Linked DNA regions of Sus scrofa: all the other regions are linked to region 1. A link is a contact called in public Hi-C and HiChIP or PLAC-seq data. All regions are on one chromosome and are shown on one strand. The core of a region is the stretch at or near the end of the contact, and the rest is flanking DNA. Distances in the headings are between cores, read along the strand shown. Region 1 holds the start of TBX2 (T-box 2). Region 2 overlaps BCAS3 (breast carcinoma-amplified sequence 3). Region 3 holds the start of BRIP1 (Fanconi anemia group J protein).

What was found. Hi-C and Micro-C count contacts between places; a contact is called where the count stands out from the background. HiChIP or PLAC-seq counts read pairs in DNA pulled down with a chosen protein or histone mark.
Region 2: a contact with region 1 is called in a Hi-C map of subcutaneous adipose tissue, with 2.3 times the contacts expected there. The contact joins the enhancer-like site here to the promoter of TBX2 in region 1. A contact is called at or near these places in 22 of 47 Hi-C or Micro-C datasets (alveolar macrophages, brain, embryonic fibroblasts and 14 more) and 1 of 2 datasets of contacts at active chromatin or transcription factors (skeletal muscle).
Region 3: an H3K27ac HiChIP or PLAC-seq map of skeletal muscle shows a contact between it and region 1, with 4 times the contacts expected there. The contact joins the promoter of BRIP1 here to the promoter of TBX2 in region 1. A contact is called at or near these places in 1 of 5 promoter capture datasets (fetal skeletal muscle) and 1 of 2 datasets of contacts at active chromatin or transcription factors (skeletal muscle).

Annotation. Positions count from the first base shown.
Region 1 is chr12:36,886,251-36,890,173 of Sscrofa11.1, reverse strand. TBX2 (T-box 2) reads left to right here and starts at 2,661. Exons shown (of 7, transcript NM_001246248.1): 1 at 2,661-3,077. The coding sequence starts at 2,683. LOC110256170 (basic proline-rich protein-like) reads right to left here and starts at 2,370. Exons shown (of 2, transcript XM_021068167.1): 1 at 1,765-2,370. The coding sequence starts at 2,198.
Region 2 is chr12:37,250,805-37,254,752 of Sscrofa11.1, reverse strand. The region is part of intron 16 of BCAS3 (breast carcinoma-amplified sequence 3); the gene reads left to right. Among named protein-coding and RNA genes, the nearest start is that of BCAS3, 220 kb to the left of the region's middle. Within about 2 kb of position 1,617, at least 4 of the 83 cell types and tissues checked have an H3K27ac peak or open chromatin away from gene starts, as enhancers often do. A contact at or near this core is called in subcutaneous adipose tissue, where this site is marked.
Region 3 is chr12:36,495,475-36,499,424 of Sscrofa11.1, reverse strand. BRIP1 (Fanconi anemia group J protein) reads right to left here and starts at 1,287. Exons shown (of 21, transcript XM_021067301.1): 1 at 1,219-1,287. It overlaps INTS2 (integrator complex subunit 2), which reads right to left. Exons shown (of 25, transcript XM_021067302.1): 25 at 2,832-3,950.

The DNA of each region.
Region 1 (3,923 bases), core at 1,412-3,911:
GAGTTTGGCTAGAGGGGCTGGAGGTGAGGGGAAAGGGGAAAGGGGGAAGGGGGATGGAAATTCAGAATATTAAGGGCGGCTGTACTGGAACCTCAGGTTGGTTGCGGGACCGCACGGCAGAGCAGAGGATGGGGTCTGGGCTGGGAAGGAGCAGGTCGGCGGCCCAGAGGCTGTGGCCAGGTGGGATCGTGGTCCCCAAATGCAGCCGTTGCAGTGTTTCTTGGGCAAACAACCCGCACCAGCGTGTTTCAAATTCTCTGGGCCTCGGACCCCTGGACCAGCTACAGACCTTCTCCAGGAAAACGTCCAAATTGCACACACTCAGGTGTACTACATGCTCTTCTTGCAAGTTCAAAAGTACGTGTACCCACATGACTTTGCAAATGCATGCACGGGTTCCCAGGCCAGTGTCTGGATTCCTGGCTACGGAACTCTGGCTATTATCTGGTCACTTCACCAACTGCGCAAACCTGTCCACACACATCCCCCCCCAGGGGCAACATCTTGCCCAAGATGGAGCCGGCAGGACTTTGCATGCGCAAAGCTGCAACGGATCCTGCCCCGGCTGTGTTGACTGCTCAGCCTGGAACGGAAGATTCGTTCTGGACAGAGAGGAGGCACTAAGGAGCGACCCGGTCAAGAGTGAGGTGGTGAAGAAAAACCTTTTGGGAGAGGCGCCCCATTGCGCGCTGGGTTGGTGGTATTGCCAGATCTCTGGAGTCGACTCGGAAAAGTAGAAAAAAAAGGTCGGGGAGGCCAAACTGCTACTACCGGTCACCAACCCACACTGCCTGGGGTGATCAGGCTTTATACGCAGGTCTGAGTATGCAGCAACAGGATTCCCTGGGACTCGTGGGCGCAGCGGATGGGACACTTGGATGTGGGCTCTAAGTGCCCATCACATCGGCACAGGGCGGGCGCCAGCAGAACTCACCCACCCTTGTTTTGGTTGTGTGGGCAGGAATGTCATCTGTGTCTAGTGCGCGGACACAGATGTCATCTTGCCTTTGGAACGCAACCTCCAGAAATCAGCCCGAGTGTCAGTGCCCGAGCCTGATTCAAGGCAGGTGTGTGGCCGCTTCACTGGGCGCTCGCCTTAAGTTGCAGCTCCCGCCGAGCACAGAGGGCACCACCACATTGGGCGCGAAACACACACATTCACACACCGAGGGCGTGGTGGGGGGCGCGATACTGGTGTTGCCGGCGAGCGAAGACTGATTGTGGAGAGTGGAGGTGGGGAGGAGTTTCAACCGCAGGTGCGCGCAGACCCTCAGACCCCCACACTCCTTATTCTGCACTACTGAACTTGGGAGACGTGACCTTTTGAGAACTGGAAACAAATTCTAAGGAAGTGGCAGAGAGAGGATGCCAATTTTTAGGATGAAAGATACTTGTGTCTCTGATACCGGATGCGGCGAAAATTCGTTGGGTCGCGGGTCAAGAATCTGGGGGCTGGATCCACCCGCGCGGTGCCACCCAGTGCTCGGCAGAAGGTGCCCTCATCTTCCCAGCGCCGAGGACCCACTCCCCGGGAGGTGGGAGAGCTCAGCTTAGGTCCGGGACGCGTGGGGGAGCTCAGTTTAGGTCCAGGAGGCAGACGGATACTGAGCTGAGTTCAGGGCTTTCCCGGAACTCCAGGCTCCTTCTGAGTCTTCTTAGGAGGGGAGGCGTGGGCTAGGGGATCCCCGCGTTTCCCGAGTGAAAGGCCGCGTCCCGCTCCCGCCCACGCCGGCCCCACCAGGACTCTGCCACGGCTCCACTCACCGGCTCCCGCCACCTGGGTTCCGGTCCAGGACCTCGGCAGCCGGCGCCTCCCGACTCGCCCGCCCACCGGCCTCTCTTTCCAGCACCCGCAGCCTCCCTCCGGAGCGCAGGGGCCCGGGCCGCGCCGCGGCCGGGTGCGGGGTCGGAGGCCAAGCTGGGGCGCGCGCCAGAGCTGCTGGGCGGCCGAGCGCGGGAGAAGGAGGGCGCCCCCTCTCCTCTCGGGGCCCTGTCAATGCTTTGCACTTGGGGCAGCTTGCGGCTGGGGGTCCTTCCCCAGGGCCCTGGGACCCAGGCGCCCCCCGCCTCAGGCCCTTTCGGCGGCGGGTCGGGTCGGCCGCCGCGCTTTCCAGTCCCGGCGAAGGCAGCCTCAGGCGCGGGCTGCGAGGTGGGGGCCGGGGCAGGGGGAGGGGTCTCGGCGCCCGCTGGCCCGTCATTGGTTAATATTTTATTCTGTTGACATGTTTTCTTACTGCTGAGGCTTCCGACACCTTCTCCCCGGCCCCCCCTCCCGGCCGGAGCTTGGCCTGAGCTGTCAAAACCCCGCCCCCGGAGACCCACAATTGGTCCAAAAAGCGTAAAATCAGCAATCAAGGGGGGCCTGGCTCGTTAGCGCAGGGGATCCGAGCAGGGCAGGACATGTGAGATAGTCACAGTTTTCCAGAGATCACGACAAGATCTAACCAGTCGCGCGTGGTCCCCGGCGCCGGAGCGGGCCAGCCCAGCCCAGCGCAGAGCCCCCGCCGCCCCCGCGCCCAGAGCCCCGCGTCCCTTGCGGTGCGCCGGACGGGGAACCGGGAGGAGCCGCCGCCGCGCTCGCCACCCGGGTCGCCCTTCCTCCGCGCGCGCCGCCGCCCGGGCCGGGGGTCCGAGCCGCGCGCCCCCGGCCCCGGCCCCTGGGCGCCTGGGCCGGATGTCCCGATGAGAGAGCCGGCGCTGGCGGCCAGCGCCATGGCTTACCACCCGTTTCACGCGCCACGGCCGGCCGACTTCCCCATGTCCGCCTTCCTGGCGGCGGCGCAGCCCTCCTTCTTCCCGGCGCTCGCCCTGCCGCCCGGCGCGCTGGCCAAGCCGCTGCCCGACCCGGGCTTGGCGGGGGCGGCGGCGGCGGCGGCCGCGGCGGCGGCGGCGGCCGAGGCGGGGCTGCACGTCTCGGCACTCGGCCCGCACCCGCCCGCCGCGCATCTGCGCTCGCTTAAGAGCCTGGAGCCCGAGGACGAGGTGGAGGACGACCCCAAGGTGACGCTGGAGGCCAAGGAGCTGTGGGACCAGTTCCACAAGCTGGGCACCGAGATGGTCATCACCAAGTCCGGGAGGTAGGGAGGCCGGCTGGCCGGAGGGCGCGCGAAAGGGCGGGCGGGGAACCCGACAGCATCGACCAACGCCGAGCCCGCGGTTCGCGGCTCCCGGCGCGGGCCCCCCGAGCCACGCGTAGCTCCCACAAACAACCGAGTTGACTTTGCTCATTTGGCACCGAACGAATCTTTAAAACCTAAAGCGTCGAAATCTCCTGAATGAAGTAAAACGAAAACATGCTCCTACAGAATAGTCCCAACTGGTCTAAGTCCCAAAGCCGAGGAGGCCCCGCGGCTCGGCCGGGCGGGTCTCAGAGGTCTCGGCTGCAACTCCTCAGCCCCGCGGCCTCGCTCTTCTGCCTCCGGGTCTGGCTCGGCGCTCCGGGTGGATGCAGCGTCCCCCGCACTCTCCTCCGACCCCGGAGCCCAGAACGGGACTCGCACCCCGCTAGGCCTGGGCTGGCCCACTGGTTCCTGCCGGTCGCTGCGTTTTCGGCAGCGAGCCCCGCGCCGGCCCAACCACAGCCGGACCTGGCCGGGAGCCTTGTCCCGGCCGAGGAGCGAGGAGCTCCAGACGCACACGCCGCTCCAGGCCTTACGGCCGGAAGAAAACTACAATCCCCAACCACTCAAGCCTTTGACTCAGCCACGGAGAATCCAGGCCTCAGGCTCACCCTCTTCCCCCGAACTGCAGGGTCAGGGTCCTTGCTGGGCGCTGTAGCCCAGTTCCTGTCCCCAAACAAACATCCTCCGAATTTATTTCTGGGCGCTTTTGTCCCAAGAGGATAAATCCCCTGAAGGAATTTCGAGGAGATTCAAGAGAAGCGGCTGTATTTCTAGAAGGCCTGGATTTCTTTCCTGGACCTC
Region 2 (3,948 bases), core at 368-2,867, 370 kb before region 1:
ATTTCTGTACTTTTTCTCTTGAACAGTGAGTGCTTCTGTTTGCTCCCTTGATATGATACAGAATTCATTGTGAGATAAGCATGGGAGATATGAGTATAGAGTAGTTTCAAAAAATAATTTCAATGGGGATTTATTTATACTTTTGGGAGCTGAATTACGGGGTTTTCACTTCTGGGGATTTTTCACTAGGGTTATTAAAAGTCTTCACTTCTGAGCACTGAGTCCCAAAACTATTTAAGCTCAGTTCAGAAGAGTGGGAAATTTTGAGGGTGCTTAAATATGTTTGATTCAGGAATAACTTGAATCTTAAAGTAAAAGTCCCAAGATCTTTTATTATTTTTATGTATACGAAAAATTTGCTTTGTCCAGGCTAGTGGTACATGTAGTCTACTTACTGTGTTGCTTGATTTTTCATTGTTGAAAGTGTGGCAAACTATGATCCTAGTGTTTAAAGTGAATTAAAAATTGCAGATACATCTTAAATATTAAGAGCATCAGCTCTTACAGATTTTCTTCATCCCAAATCTTGGAATAATTCAAGAATAACAGACTAAGGTAATGAACTTCCCACTTATTTCAGTATTCATTTTTATGAACTTGGGTTGGGTGTGTGAACAAATTGTGCCACCAATAGAGTGGAGATGCAATGTCGACAAAAGATGTTCATATATATATTTCATTGCCTGTTCCCATACACTTTTATCTCTGAAACTTTTGGGAAATATTTCTTTTTTCCCCATTTGTATTTTTATAACTATTGTTTCTAACTCTTGATCTCATCTCCCTTTCTAGGCTCATTTTTGGATCTTTTTGGAGTAGCATATTTTGACTTTTAACTTTTACGTATAAATTTTCTAAACTTATTCAGTTTTAGATTTAAGGAAAGAAAAACTCACATTTACATGTAATAGACATGAACACATTAAGATAATAGTTAACTGGTGGCCATGTATTCAGACTAGAAAATGAAACCACTTAGCAAATTGTTGACTTGATTATTTATAAACTTATGTATTGATAAATATTTAATAATCAGTGTGATTTCAGTTCTCCAAATTGTGACGTTTTCATTCTGCTGACACTTACTAACCACTCGTACAAAGTTCCATGCAGTTACTTTGTATGTCGTAGGAAGAGTGATGACAATATCATTAAAAACCTCAATCCCCATCTTGGCTCTCCCCCCACCCCCCACCCCCCACACAAAAAGGATTGGATTCTTGTTTTCAGGTCAATTTTTCAGGGGGATTTCTCTTCCTACCTTCCCAGCTCCCCTCGCCCCAAGGCCCTATAGTAATGTCTGTTAATACTCTAGACTGTTTACTCGAAAAAGCAACAAGTGTTTTAGTTTGAAATGCATAAAGATTTGCAGTACTTTGGCTTCATCACTCCAAAAAAGTTCCTGGGAGAAACAAGTCAGAACCTAGTCAGAATTGTCTTTGAACTCTTTCTGTCTTGCACTTTGTCACCTAAACTGTTTGGTTGTTCTGTGAACAGTCTTTTTAAAAAAATGTATATATTATTCATTTTCTTTTAATTGTATGTTCCACTCTCCTTGGCTCCTGTGAACAAGCATTGCTTCCGCCCAGTTTGGTATGTGGGTCAGAAGGCACTGTTTCTCACCAGGGCGCTGCTGTTTCCTCTTCCTACTTGAGTAGATTACAGATTATACTGGAATAGGCCTGAGAAAAGGTCAAAAAGGAGGGTGAAAGTCCTGGAACTGCAGCTGGGAAGCTTGTCATTCTCGTCTAGGGAAAGGGAAAAAATGAGAGAGAAAGACAGAGAAATAGAGACTCCCATGTCAACCCCAAACAACCCACATTCAGGAAATTCCCATTTGCACAGGATACTTTTTATATATTCGGCACGAACTTTATTTGGTTTTGATTAAATAATTATCGAGTGTTTGGCTGAGAAAGCTTTAATGTTAAATTAGATGGCAAGCAAGAGCTAAGCAGTGTTTTTAACTTTTCAGAGCCCAGATTTCCAGTGATTGTTTCAGAACAAGCTACCATTGTACTCTTTTTGACAGAGTCAAGAAGTCGGGAGCTTTTCAACTACAGAGTTAACTTAGTTAAACTCATTGGTATATTTGGATTTTTTATCCTGTCAATTCCACAGCAGGATATTAAAAGCAGACCAAACATTTTGGTCTTCTTTGGAAAGCAGAAAGCACCAAAAAAGCCCCATACGAACTTAATACCCAGTTTTTAGTGTAGAAAGACATGATGTTGGGAATAGACCATCTACATGAGGTCTCAGCGTAAGGAAGCTGTTGGAAGCAGGACGATAATGAGATACTTGGGCATAGGGGTCTTCCTATGGAGTTACCGTCTCAGGAGTGCCAGGTGCTCACCTCCCTCCACACTGGCGCTCAGGGGGCCTCATGAACCCAAATGCAAAATGAAGTGTTCACAATATTAGCAGACCAAGGACACTTCACTGGGAGGCTCCTGTCCCAGAATAAGAGTGGATAGATGTGTAGGAAGGTGATGAGAATAGAATTTTCCACTGTTGTAGGAGTCTCAGTATGTTTGATATGTTTCTACTGTAAACCTTCAGAAAGTGGGAGTCCCTAAAATAAAGCAAGTCTGTGTTGCTGAGAAGGTTCACAACGTGAGAAGGTAACGCAGACCTCCTAATAGCTGTGCTCTCCCCGAGGGCACCCTCCCACTGCCTACTGTCCTTTGGCTTTTTTACACACGATCTGGGCCATTTTTGTATTTATCCCTGTAGCCTCAAGGACAGCACATGACAATGCTTCTTTATCCTCTACACACTGCATCTTTTGGTCCACTTTATTCCACTGCAGTTCTTCATGTCTCACACCTTCTATTAATGGAATCTTCCTTTGAACCCCAGTAGCAATAATCTATAACTTGTGCCTCTGGAAACTTACAATAAAAACTTTTCTCTTTCTCACTGATGCGTTACCATTTTAAGGTACTTTCTCATCTATAAATTGCTCTTATTTCTCTTCCTTCATAGGATGGTGAGATAGGGAAATTTTTTAAAGAGCCGGGTGTAGGCGTATGATAATTTTGTATTATTTGTCTTGTTTTTGTCTTATTTTTCCTCTTTGGTTCGTATTTAGGAAGAAGTGCGGGTGTACACACAGATACACCAACATTAACTTCCATATTTTGCATGATCTGAAATGGTCAATAATTGCAGGATCTTGCTGGCTTTAGAGATTTCTTGTGGCTGGCAGTTTGCCACATTCACATGTTCTCACATCACTGCATTCAGAAGCTAAGAATACCAACCTGGCAGCTTCTGTAGGGAGGGTAAAGATAAAACAGAAAGGAGTCTAGCTTTGCAGCTACATTACCTGGGAGTTGTTGCTGATGTCTTTTCCACAAATGTTCAAGTTTGTCAAAGCCCAGTAAATCTTGGAAAGTTTATTTTCCTTGTAGCATCTGTGTTTTATAATGGGTCTTTTAATTTGTTTTTACTTTGTCTGCAGGGATTTCTTTTGTCCGGAGTTTTCAGACTCTGTCTTTTTTTTCCCTCTTTTTTCCTGTGGAAGTGAGTCCGTTAATGATGACCGGTTTGGGAATATGCCTCTGCAAAGCTGACCTGACAAGCTGTTCCCCCACTGCAGCAACAAAGCCCATTGTTATTTTTCTCTCTTTTACTTTTATCCTCAACTTAATCCATTTTTCCTCTGTGGTTTTTTTTTTTTTTTTGTATAGAATGTCTGGGAAAACATACTTGGGGACAGTGCATCAATGATAAGGTGGCATTTTGAAGTTAGCAACATTTTTAGGAAACAGAGGTGATTCCACGGCAAGCTCACCCACAGACAGTGGTGCTGTATGTTAATGTGGAAACTGAGACTGCCTCGCCCCAAGGTACCTGAAGGTATCCTTCCCCCAAAAGGCAAAAAAGAAAGGAAAAAAAGGGGGGGGGCACTGGGGTTGTTTTCATAATTCCTTTTTCAAAGAT
Region 3 (3,950 bases), core at 38-2,537, 390 kb after region 1:
TAGGGTATAATGCAAAGAAAATAAGCCTTAAAGTGGAATTGCACTGTGAATTACTTAATCTCACAGAGCCTGTTTCTTCATCTGTAAAATGGAGATAATATAATACTATCTACCTGATAGGGCTTTTATGAAAATTAGCCAGGCACTGAGTCAAAAATTAAATACGGGTAATGTATAGAATGTGCCTAAACTCCAGTATCTGATACAGAGGAAGTGATCTACTTTAATCTCCACCTCTTCTAAACCAACTTAACCTAGGATACATAGATGTAATTCAAAGACTGTGTGTAATCTTTTGATATTGCATGCATAAGTTTCTGTATATGACTGTATTTTTTAAGAGAAAGTCCATAGATTTCTCATTCCCAGATATATATCCTAAGGAAATAACTAAAAATAAAAGGGAAATGATATACACTGTTATCAACTGAGGAATTATTTGCAATAGTGAAGAAATGCTAAATTCCATGTGGGGATGAAGAGATGGGTTAAAATCTCAATTCCACATAGTATAAAGCCTGTCACAACCTTAACCATAGTTATTTGTCCCCAGAGAAATTAAGAATCACTATTCTTAGGTAGTTTCCAGTTGTAACATTTTGTGCTTCCATCTGTGAAGCTCTGAGAACGATATTTGTGGAATCTAAATCCTTAATCTAACCAACAACTCAAGGCTGGCCTAGTAACTCAGATATAACCTAGAAAGCAATCCATCCCCACCCCCACCCCCACCCGTGGTGGCAACTGGCAACAAAAAGGGGTCGCTTCCTCTACACACTGGATAAAGGACAAAACTTATCTGGCTCCGCCGTAGCCCCCTCCCAAGAGTAACGAAAAGCCCCAGACTCGTAGAAGGCCTCTGCTCCAAGGAGGTAAAAGCAGGCTTCCTCCCCACCCCCCACAGGTTTTCGTCCTCATATTCCCTCCTCCCTCAGCAAACCCCGATCCCCAAGGCCCTGGGGATCCACTCCACACCGATGGGCTTGCAAGGCGGGTGGACAAAAGCAAAAGGCACCCTTCTGGCAGGCTTTGCGCCCTCCCCGCGAGAGACAGACTTGCCCGCCCGGCGGAAAATCAAACAATGCCGACTGGGCTCCGATTCTCGGGATAAAGGAAGCCGAAACTTGCAAGCAAACACAGAGAAGTTCCGGCAAAGAGAGGTCCTAGCCTCCCTCTCTTCCTCCCAAGGATGCTACTCCCAGTCGCGGGATTACGTACCTCTTACTTTTTCTCCCCTCAGCTCCCAAGTACAACACTCCAGCGGACGAATTCCCGCCTCCCACCCCTCGACTCCCAGCACCCAATCGCCGGGCGAAGTCAGACAACCAATCACTCGCCAAGACCAGAAACCAGGCAACCAATCCCGACGCGAGGTCAGGGGGCGCGCACGCTGGCACCCAATGGAGGACTCCGCCGTAAAGACCAACCCCAGCTACACGGAGGCATGGGAAGGCGAGCTCCTTGGCGGTGAAGGACTCCCGCAGATCCCAAGAAGATAAAGGGATACAGTTTGCTGTGTTAGACTTCTGGAAACCGGTGATTTAAGCCGTGGCTCAGTTTCCTTGGAAATTCGAAGTCTCATTTTTAAGGTCTCTAGACCAAGCGAGAGGAAACACGCCAAGTTCTCTCAGCATTTCTCAGCGCCACTCGATTCAAATTTCCGAACTTTCCGGTACCCAGAGTAATGAAAGGAAATGGCCAGACTTCTGAGCCAAACGAGGCGAAAAAGTTGGATGACAGCTGGCTACAGAATCTCCTGATATTCAAGGCTTTCTTAGAGACCACATTCAACTGGAAACGCTCTCCAGCACCAGATCACTCTTAATTCCATTAAAGCTTATCAGCCTTCTGTCCTTCCTAAGACCAATTTGTTCTTTGCCAAGAAATACACTTCGGTTTCCTCAAAGGTAGGGGGGTTAATCATGATCTCGCCAAATTGATATTTAAAAAAAAACAATCCTCTACCTAAACTTGGCTCAAATGGCTACTCTCCCAAAAAAGCAAGACCTGAAACATTTTCTCAGATTCCGAGAAACCAGTTTGGGGAGAGAGGTTTGCTGCAGAAGGGAGCAACAAAAGTCGAGTTTGCTTGCCTCACTTTCAGTTTTACTACATCTTCCCCAAATGACAAAACAGTCATAAAAATAAATTCTACCCTTTAATTTAGTAATCTCGGGCTCAGAAATTTACCCTAAAGAAGTAATCTAAAAGAAAGAAAAGTAATAATAGCTCTAGTGACAACAAGTTCTATTCTTTTTATTTATTTATTTTTAACAAGGCCTATTCTAATACTGAAAAAAAAAAAAAACCCTAACTTCCCAGGGAGATGATTATATCAATTCAATCATTATGGAACCGATAAAATAAATGTAAAACCAAACAACCTGCCAAAACTCCATAACGTTAAATGAAAAAAAGCAGACTCCAAACTGGGTTATTATGAATTTCATTATGTGAAAATACATATTCATAAGCCAAGATGAAGGAAAAGTACAAAAAGTGTAATTTACTGTTAAGACAGTGCAATGGAGGATAGTTTATAAAAATAAATCCTTAAAACTACCTTCAAATTATTATTCTGCTTTTACAAATGTTTTAAATCATCAAATCTTTTTATGTAACTTCTCCAGGATAACTACTCTGATTTTCCTCTCTTAAGTTCATGAGGCTCTGAACTCTCATCTTGTATTGCCATTTGATGTATGTGGCATAATGAAAACTGATACACATAGGCTCTGGAGCCAGACAGTCCTGGATCCCAGTCCCTTGAACTGTTCCTTTCACGTTAATAGCAATGAAACGAAACACACAAAAAAAACACAAGTTCATTTGATAAAGAATACGAATGTTTATAAACCAATATTCAAAATAGCTGCACACATCTTTTTGTCACTTGAATAAAAAAAATCACATTGTGACAAATTTTATAACCTTAACTTAAAATGCATGAATATTAACATTTACTAATATATGTACACATTTTATTTACATCATCAACAAATCTGAGGAAAAACAGCATGTTATTATTTAACACAGCAGGTTTTGACCGTCTTTGAAAATTGATCCAGGAATGTGCACTGCATTTAGTTAGAAAACATATTTCAACCTTTTCTGAACTCCTAGAGGTTTATCTAAACACACAAAATATTCCAAAGCCTCAGTTTAAAACGAAACAAGAGCAGTTGTATTTAATCTTAAAAGACTACAAAACTGCCTTGTTTAAAAATAGGAAAATTCTTATGGTTTAAGTGTATGCTTTTATCTTTTGCATCAAGATTACTTAATTGAACTTTAAGCATCTAATAAAAGTTATAAATACTCTATCATCTATGATCCTGTGCACTTCATGATTGGAAACAGATACAAATTAGCTCTTACATAATACCCTTATGAGGTAGGGCCAGTAGTAATCCCATCTTACAAAGAAGGAAAAGGAAATGTGGCTATCTGCTATAGTGAAAAGGCTGAAAGTAAATTTCTTTTATTTTCTTCCTTTTTTTGGCCGCACTCGCGGCATGTGAAAGTAGAAGTTCCCAGGCCAGGGATCCAACCTGAACCACAGCATCAATCTGAACCGCCACAGTAACAGTGCCAGATCCTTAACCAGCTGCACAAGGGAACGCCTTAATTTCTTTCCCTAAGAGCATACTTTAGCCTGTCTAATTTCTTTTATAAACGAAGAGGTCCGTTTCAAGGAAGGATGGTGGGGCTTATTCAGATATATCGCAGAAAGCCAAGGGAAGGAGCTTCTACACTGGATACTTCATTAAGAAAACAAATGAGGATTATGAGTTATCTGAATGCATCGACCTAATCAATGGACATTACTGACAAAGGACTGCAAAATCCTTCCGCAACACGGTATTTTCCCCTTTTTAAATTTTTCCTGAGGTCCAAACACTATGTATTTTCTTATTTCAAAATCTTCTAGGGTTATTATGTGAATTATA